Regions from separate parts of the Astyanax mexicanus genome. Here region 2 is linked to region 1. A link is a contact called in public Hi-C data. All regions are on one chromosome and are shown on one strand. The core of a region is the stretch at or near the end of the contact, and the rest is flanking DNA. Distances in the headings are between cores, read along the strand shown. Region 1 holds the start of yars1 (tyrosyl-tRNA synthetase 1). Region 2 has its middle 20 kb from the start of mfsd2ab.

The links. A called contact is a pair of places that touch in the nucleus more often than the background predicts.
Region 2: a Hi-C map of blood shows a contact between it and region 1, with 8 times the contacts expected there. The contact joins the enhancer-like site here to the promoter of yars1 in region 1. A contact is called at or near these places in 2 of 3 Hi-C or Micro-C datasets (blood and muscle).

What each region holds. Positions count from the first base shown.
Region 1 is chr3:44,919,679-44,923,174 of AstMex3_surface, reverse strand. It overlaps yars1 (tyrosyl-tRNA synthetase 1), which reads left to right and starts at 1,949. Exons shown (of 14, transcript XM_007249282.4): 1 at 1,949-1,998.
Region 2 is chr3:44,959,396-44,962,891 of AstMex3_surface, reverse strand. No RefSeq gene overlaps it. Among protein-coding and RNA genes, the nearest start is that of mfsd2ab, 20 kb to the right of the region's middle. Within about 2 kb of position 1,796, the one cell type or tissue checked has an H3K27ac peak away from gene starts, as active enhancers do.

The DNA of each region.
Region 1 (3,496 bases), core at 700-3,199:
ATGTCGCATGAGTTTTGTAACCATCTTCGGCTTAAAAGCCTTGTTAAAAATTAAGCAAAGCTGCCTGAGTTTTACCAGTACATGTTTTGAATAGTTAAATATATGTGTTATTAGATTCAGAGTTGAAAAATAGATAATAATAAAAAAAAAGTTTAATTTAGAAGAGTTACAACAAGCAAATGGCACCCGGTGGAATGGCCCTTATAATGAAGGCAACTGCAACACTGACCAAATAATCAGAATCTGACTGAACCAGAGGTTTTTTAAAAGTAACGATATATGTTCTCTATTATACATTTAATTGTAAAATAATTATCCACACGTTTAAAATAAATTGTACATTATGTCCAAATGATTTTACACACTGTACCTTATGTAACCAATAGCCCCCCTCACAATACTCATACTTGCATTAGTGCGCCATCTAGTGTCTCTAAAGTGGATGAACAGAGATTTTCCTAACGTTTCCAAGTCTCTGTTATCTCTGGATAGGTCTTAATGAGGGTCTATTAATTGAACTCATCTTTGCATTGCATGTAGCAGCCATGAACAGCGTCTGAATGCAAATAAATGCAAACACATAGCAATCTTCAGCCATTTGCCTTAAATTGTCATAAAATAAGGAAGGAACTGGAGAGGCCATCATTAAAAATGCTTATCAATTAATTGTACCATTACATTTGAGTCTGTGAAAATGAAGGAACAAGTTTTTCAGGAAACACAAAAAACATTTGACAGTTGTTATGGCTATTTAAAGATTAGTAATGGTTTAAGAGAATAGTTTATCATACAATCATGCAGTAAAACCAAGCAGGGACAGTCCTTCTTAAACATTTGTTTAATACTGATTGAAAAGAGAGAAAACACTTTAACAGCAACAAATTGTAGAGCATTTTTAGCTAGCTTTATAGTTTTTTTTCTTATAGACTATTTTGCAGACTAAAATGCAATCTAAAAAACCTAATAAACTCAATAATATGACTGAATAACTATGCAATATGTGTAGCCTATATCCTTTATTATTAAGAAATAACTTTATATTATAGTAAAAATAGCATCACTTTCCCTTTAGGGACTGATTAATTAAAGTCAGTTCAGTAAAGGTAGCTCAATTTTTGAAAGCTATTAAAATGACCAGATTCACATTTTATTTTGTCTTAGTTATAATAAATTAGCTTAAGTCACATTCTTAATATTCTTAATATAGGCCATTATACTAAAGGGGTAGAAATTAATTGATCAGCTGAGGGTGCAGGAGACTTTACCACAGGTGTCCATGCAGCATCACAAGGAGATAATTTATCAAAAAAAAAAAAAAAATACAAACAAAAAATGGCAGTTAGATTACAATTTTATTTGAAAGATGACGATACTAATCTGTGTAAATAATCAGTAATATGTGAAATGTAAAATAATTCTTTACCAGTATAGAAGGTAAAATAAGTTGTACATCATGTGCAAATTGTAATATTAATGTATGAAATAATATAATAATAATAATTAATTTATACATTATTATATATATATTATAAGACTGTGGTTCATATAATTTATTAAATATATAATATAATATAAGTAACTTAAAATATTAATTTTTCCGACGTCTCTTTACAATACTTATGGTTTACGCACGTGCTCCATCTAGTGCCTGGATAACAGAAACTCACAGAGAGATCTTTTATCGATTATTAATCCTGAGGATCAGACTCGACAATAGATTACACAGCGCTGATGCAACGCTCAGATTTCAAATCCCGTTTCTAATAGTATTAAACATAAATAAAATATTTATCCTCTATATATATGATTATTACTATTAAACTTAGATTTTGTGGTCTGTCCTTTTATTCAATATCGTGAAGCTATTTGCGGACATTTAATAAAAAAATAAATAGTTATTACATTTTTTGGGAAGAGTAAAGACTTTTATTTTGAAAGAGATGAGGTAACCGGCAGCAAACTACACGTTTTCTGAGTCTGCAGAGACACGGCGCTCCGGTACGGGTTTCAGCTCTGTCTGATGATTTACCTTCATTTTATTACGCATTAAAGGCTTTATAGGGTTTACCAGCTCTCTCACCAGCTATTATACACTCATAATTAAACAACGGACATGTATGCTTTACCGGAAAGTGAATAATCGAGCGTTTATTGAGGATAGATTAAATATGAATATGATTTAGCATATGTTTCGAGGAAGTCTAGTCGTTAGCTAGACTAGATAACTAGCTTACTGACTATCGGCTGCTTTAAATTAGCTCTGGTTTAAATAACGTATAAATCCAGGTTGTAGACACTGTGGGGCAGTTTCTCAAACAGGGACTAATCCTAGTTTAGACCACACAGTATTCTGAATGGAGGTTTCCTATTGAAAGGATAATATATATATATATATATATCTTGGACTAGTTTAACTTGGTTTTAAAACAGTGATTTAAAGGTATTAAGTTATATGTTGTACGTTATTTTTTGTACTGGCGTGCTGCAGGTCATACAGCTAGTTATTAAAGACATATTACCTATAGTTCACAATAGAGCTAGGAGATTAATCAAAGGAATTTGGTTTAGGGGTGGGCGATATGGCCCTAAAAATTATCACGATATTCCATGGTATTTTCACGATAATGATATTCTTGGAGATATGACAAAACACTGAATTAAAAAAAAAATCAATAATACACTACTGCAATAAAATGAAGCTTATGGCACACCCTTAACTGATATATAAAAAAATACAATAAGTGTATCATATTTGAAACAGAAGTCAATGATCCAGAATGTTTTGATAATAATAATGCACTCCATATATCTCCACATATCCAGGACTAAAGTAAAATAAATAAAAAATGATACTGGACAGATATAATCTTTCTCTAGTAGATATATAATAGGAAATTAGAACAGTCTAAATGTTTCTTTTGCTAAAACAGCAAACATAAGTAGTACCCTGATGTGATTATTAAGGGTGGGTGATATAATATTTCAGGGTATAATTTCAGGGCTTAATATGTAATGTACCTGTTAGTCCAGTTAGTGTGGTTTTGTCCCTGATTTAAACCTTATTGAGCTATATTGCGGTTGATGGTAAATGTGTGGTTGTCTGTTTATATGAATAGATGTGGAGATTTGCCGTTAGTGAACTGCTGCATGCTGTGTGACTGCTGACACAGGAGTTTACAGTCTCTATATAACTTTACTGGCCATTGAATGGGACACTCTGGAGTAGCTGCTCTTCAGCCTGTTGGCTAGCTTGCTACTATTACTGCAGAAAAGGAAATGAAAGAAACATCAAGCTCCATATCAGTATCCTTAATTTCAGAAGAAACTTTGACTGGGTTCAAAGAAGAAACTAGCTACATGTCCAAAGTGTGCCTTCCAGCAGACAAGAGGTTCATTGCGTGGGTTTCCTTCCTAAAGGATCTTTACACAAAAACAGTTTATCATGGTTGAGTGGACATTACATTGAACCTCCTCTCTCTTTCCCATTTAAGTTAAA
Region 2 (3,496 bases), core at 547-3,046, 40 kb before region 1:
TAGCGATAGCCTGCTGTGTGTTCTTTACCTGCAGACCTCTGATAACCTCACTCTGCTTTTAAAACTGAGGTAAAAAGTCATAATGAGGACACAACAGATACAAAGTCCTGCTCTGAGTTTATACTGCTGTACACTCATCAACACTGATGTCACTGCAAAAAACATTTATGTCTGTTATCAGCTATTATCTGAAAGGAGTTTATGATCACAGTTATTTATGGCCAGTACATAAAAACATTACATTCAATTAGGCTATCAGTTGTCTTGTTGGAGGTATGAGGCCATCAACTATGAAGACCTCACATTACAATTCTGTTATGGTATATGCTGTGCAGACGCTTTAGACACAAAAGCCCAGTATTTTAAGTCATTTATCTCTGCAAAAATAACATTTTGGCTTGCAGAAGTTCCAGATCACATTAAATGCAAGATGCAAGAGAATAAAAAAAAAAACTTTTCTTGTGTTGAAGAAAACATTTGAGATCAGGTTTTTGGTTTGAGAGCAAAACTTGGTTCCAGATTTCTTCCCCAGAGAGCACATGGATGAGTTCAACTGAAAGCTCGCATTATTTAATATAATTATACACTGATGAAAATTGATACCATATCAGACAATGTTAGTACAATATGAAAAGTGTTATTGTAGAAAGGATGAAGCCAATATATTTTATGTTTTATCTGATCAGCTTCATTTCATTTATTAATATATACAGCTCTGGAAAAAAATAAGAGATCACTTTAGTTTCTGAATCAGTTTTTATGATTTTGCTATTTCATAGTTATATGTTTGAGTAAAATAAACATTGTTGTTTTATTCTATAATCTACAGACAACATTTTTCCCAAATCCCAAATAAAAATATTGTAATTTAGAGCATTTATTTGTAGAAAATAAGAAATGGCTGAAGTAACAAAAAGATGCAGAGCTTTCAGACTTTAAATAATGCAAAGAAAACAAGTTCATATTTAGAAAGTTTTAATAGTTTAGAAATCAATATTTGGTGGAATAACCCTGATTTTTAATCACAGTTTGGCTTGGCATGTTCTCCTCCACCAGTCTTACACACTGCTTTTGGATAACTTCATGCCACTCCTGGTGCAAACATTCAAGCAGTTCAGTTTGGTTTGATGGCTTGTGATCATCCATCTTCCTCTTGATTACATTTCAGAGGTTTTCAATTTGGTAAAAAAAAAAAAACTCATCATTTTTAAGTGGCCTCTTTTTTTTTCCAGAGCTGTATATTGGCTTAATTCTGTCTGTAATGGAATAAAAGGAAAAGTAAGGAAAACTATGTTTTTTTTTTATTATCATTTTAATTTGTCATACAGTCATAACTTTTTTGGTACTAGATTTCAATGAGGAGAGCTATGAAGATGTTTTAATGAACATAGTTATTATAAAACCACATTTTTTAGCATTCATTTTATATATACTTATTATAACATTACTTCCAGATAAGGAGCATTTTGACACTTTTAAAGATTGTCTAAAAGTGTACAGTATTGTATATTCTATATAATATAAAATAACCTCAAGAAGTACATTTACTGTGTATGGGTGTGTGCGTGAGTGTATATGTGTGGATGGACGGGTGTGAACCATGTTATTTAAACCATCATAATGGTGTATAATCTCAGTAGCCTAACACGCCTATTAGTCTGACCCAGCCCAGTTCTTCTTTCATCACAGGTTGTACAGGTGAAGGTATGAAGTGCAGGCCATGCTTGCTGATGAAAATAACGACAGAGGCACATGCATGCCTGTGTATGGCGACGGCCCCTCTTTACGTACTTCAGGCAGGGGTCAGGACGGAAAGTTCATGACGAAGGCGGTGAGCCGCTGGGAATCTTTATGGCATGTCTGAACACTGAGGAGTTAAAATAGACAGGAAGCCGTCAGTCAATGCTGACTTCTGCCCCCAAGATCAGATACCCTCACGGTACGGCTGTGTGTCACACCACTGTGACAAAGCAATGAATGGCTTTAATCATGTGACTTTTTAGTTTATGTTTTTCCCCCTGTACAGTCATGTGTGACACACTGCAGGGCTCTCGAATGCAACTGTCTAATTGCATCATATTACTGATATTACACACACTGTTAAAAATAAATGAGCCAAGAACGGTTCTTTGGAGTGATACTATGGAAGAACCACTCCACCCAACCTCTCCCTCAATCACTTTAGATGTCTCAATACTTTTGTATACATTTGATCTGGTCCTTTATTGTTTCTTTCCAAATCAAGTGTATTAAAAAGAGAGTTTGTTTGAGATACTAATTTTGTTGGAGAATATATCTTTACTGTACATGAAAAGTTTCTATTAGATTTTGAAGCATTGCTTTGATGATTTAAAAAAAAATCAATATATATTTATTTTTTTCATTTTTTTAACAATCAAGATTACATGTGACAGATACTTCACAATAAACACAACTAACACAACTAACCCACTCACAACAATATTCCCACACAGTGCCATTAATAAAGTCCACTGAAGAAAAAAGGATGAGTAAACAAACAAACAATTAAGATGTAGAGAAATCCACAGAGCAGAGCTAGCATACTAGTAAATAAAATTACAAATCCACAAACACACCCGGTAATAGTAACTACCTAAGTAATTTTAGGTATGAGTTACTAATATTGTCCTAGATGTTAGGTATGTTATAAAATTTCCCTATATTCATTAAACAGCTTAGATTTTTTTCTTGATATTGAACAGGGTTCTTTCTGGAGGGATATAAGAAGACAGCTTATTCAACCACAACAAGAGATTAGGAGGTTGCTTTGAGGACTGGATTGAATTTAGCAGCAGCAGCAGCAGCAAGTTGTTGGATGATCAGCACCACACCTCATCAACAACTCCCCAACTCATCCCAAAAGCTCAGTTCTGAAGGGGCTTTATACTCCTCTATCTAGCCCCTACCCAGTGGCGGACTTAGCAATTTGGGGGCTCAAGGCGAATTTAGCTAGGGGGCCCATCAACATTAATATGCAAGAAATAGGGTTGTGCCGACGGATGATATCATCGTCCATCCTCATTTATGACCCAACATTGCGATGCATGGTAACCATCGGGATGCCACGCCCACTGTTTTGTTTTTCCAGAAACATGCACTGACCTTCTTTAGGTCTCCTTCACCTAAAACTTTAGCAGGGACTGTACGGAAAAAGATCAAATCAGGTATATGACTTCAATGAATTAGAGTCAGGGATGAAAAAATACCCTACTGCTAAATATGCCTAATTGGCATATTATTCTATTATTTATTATTATTCTATTATTATTCTATTATTATTATTCTATTATTATTTATATTATATAAATAATAATAATAATAAATGTATTAATTTTAAACATTTCATGTCATTCATGCTGGTTGTGCCAGGAAACTTGCTCATTGTCAGCCAGTGTTGGGCACGGTACTTTGAAAATAAATTATGATAATTCTATTATTATTAGAAAAATAACAAACGAAAATAAACCCAAAATGT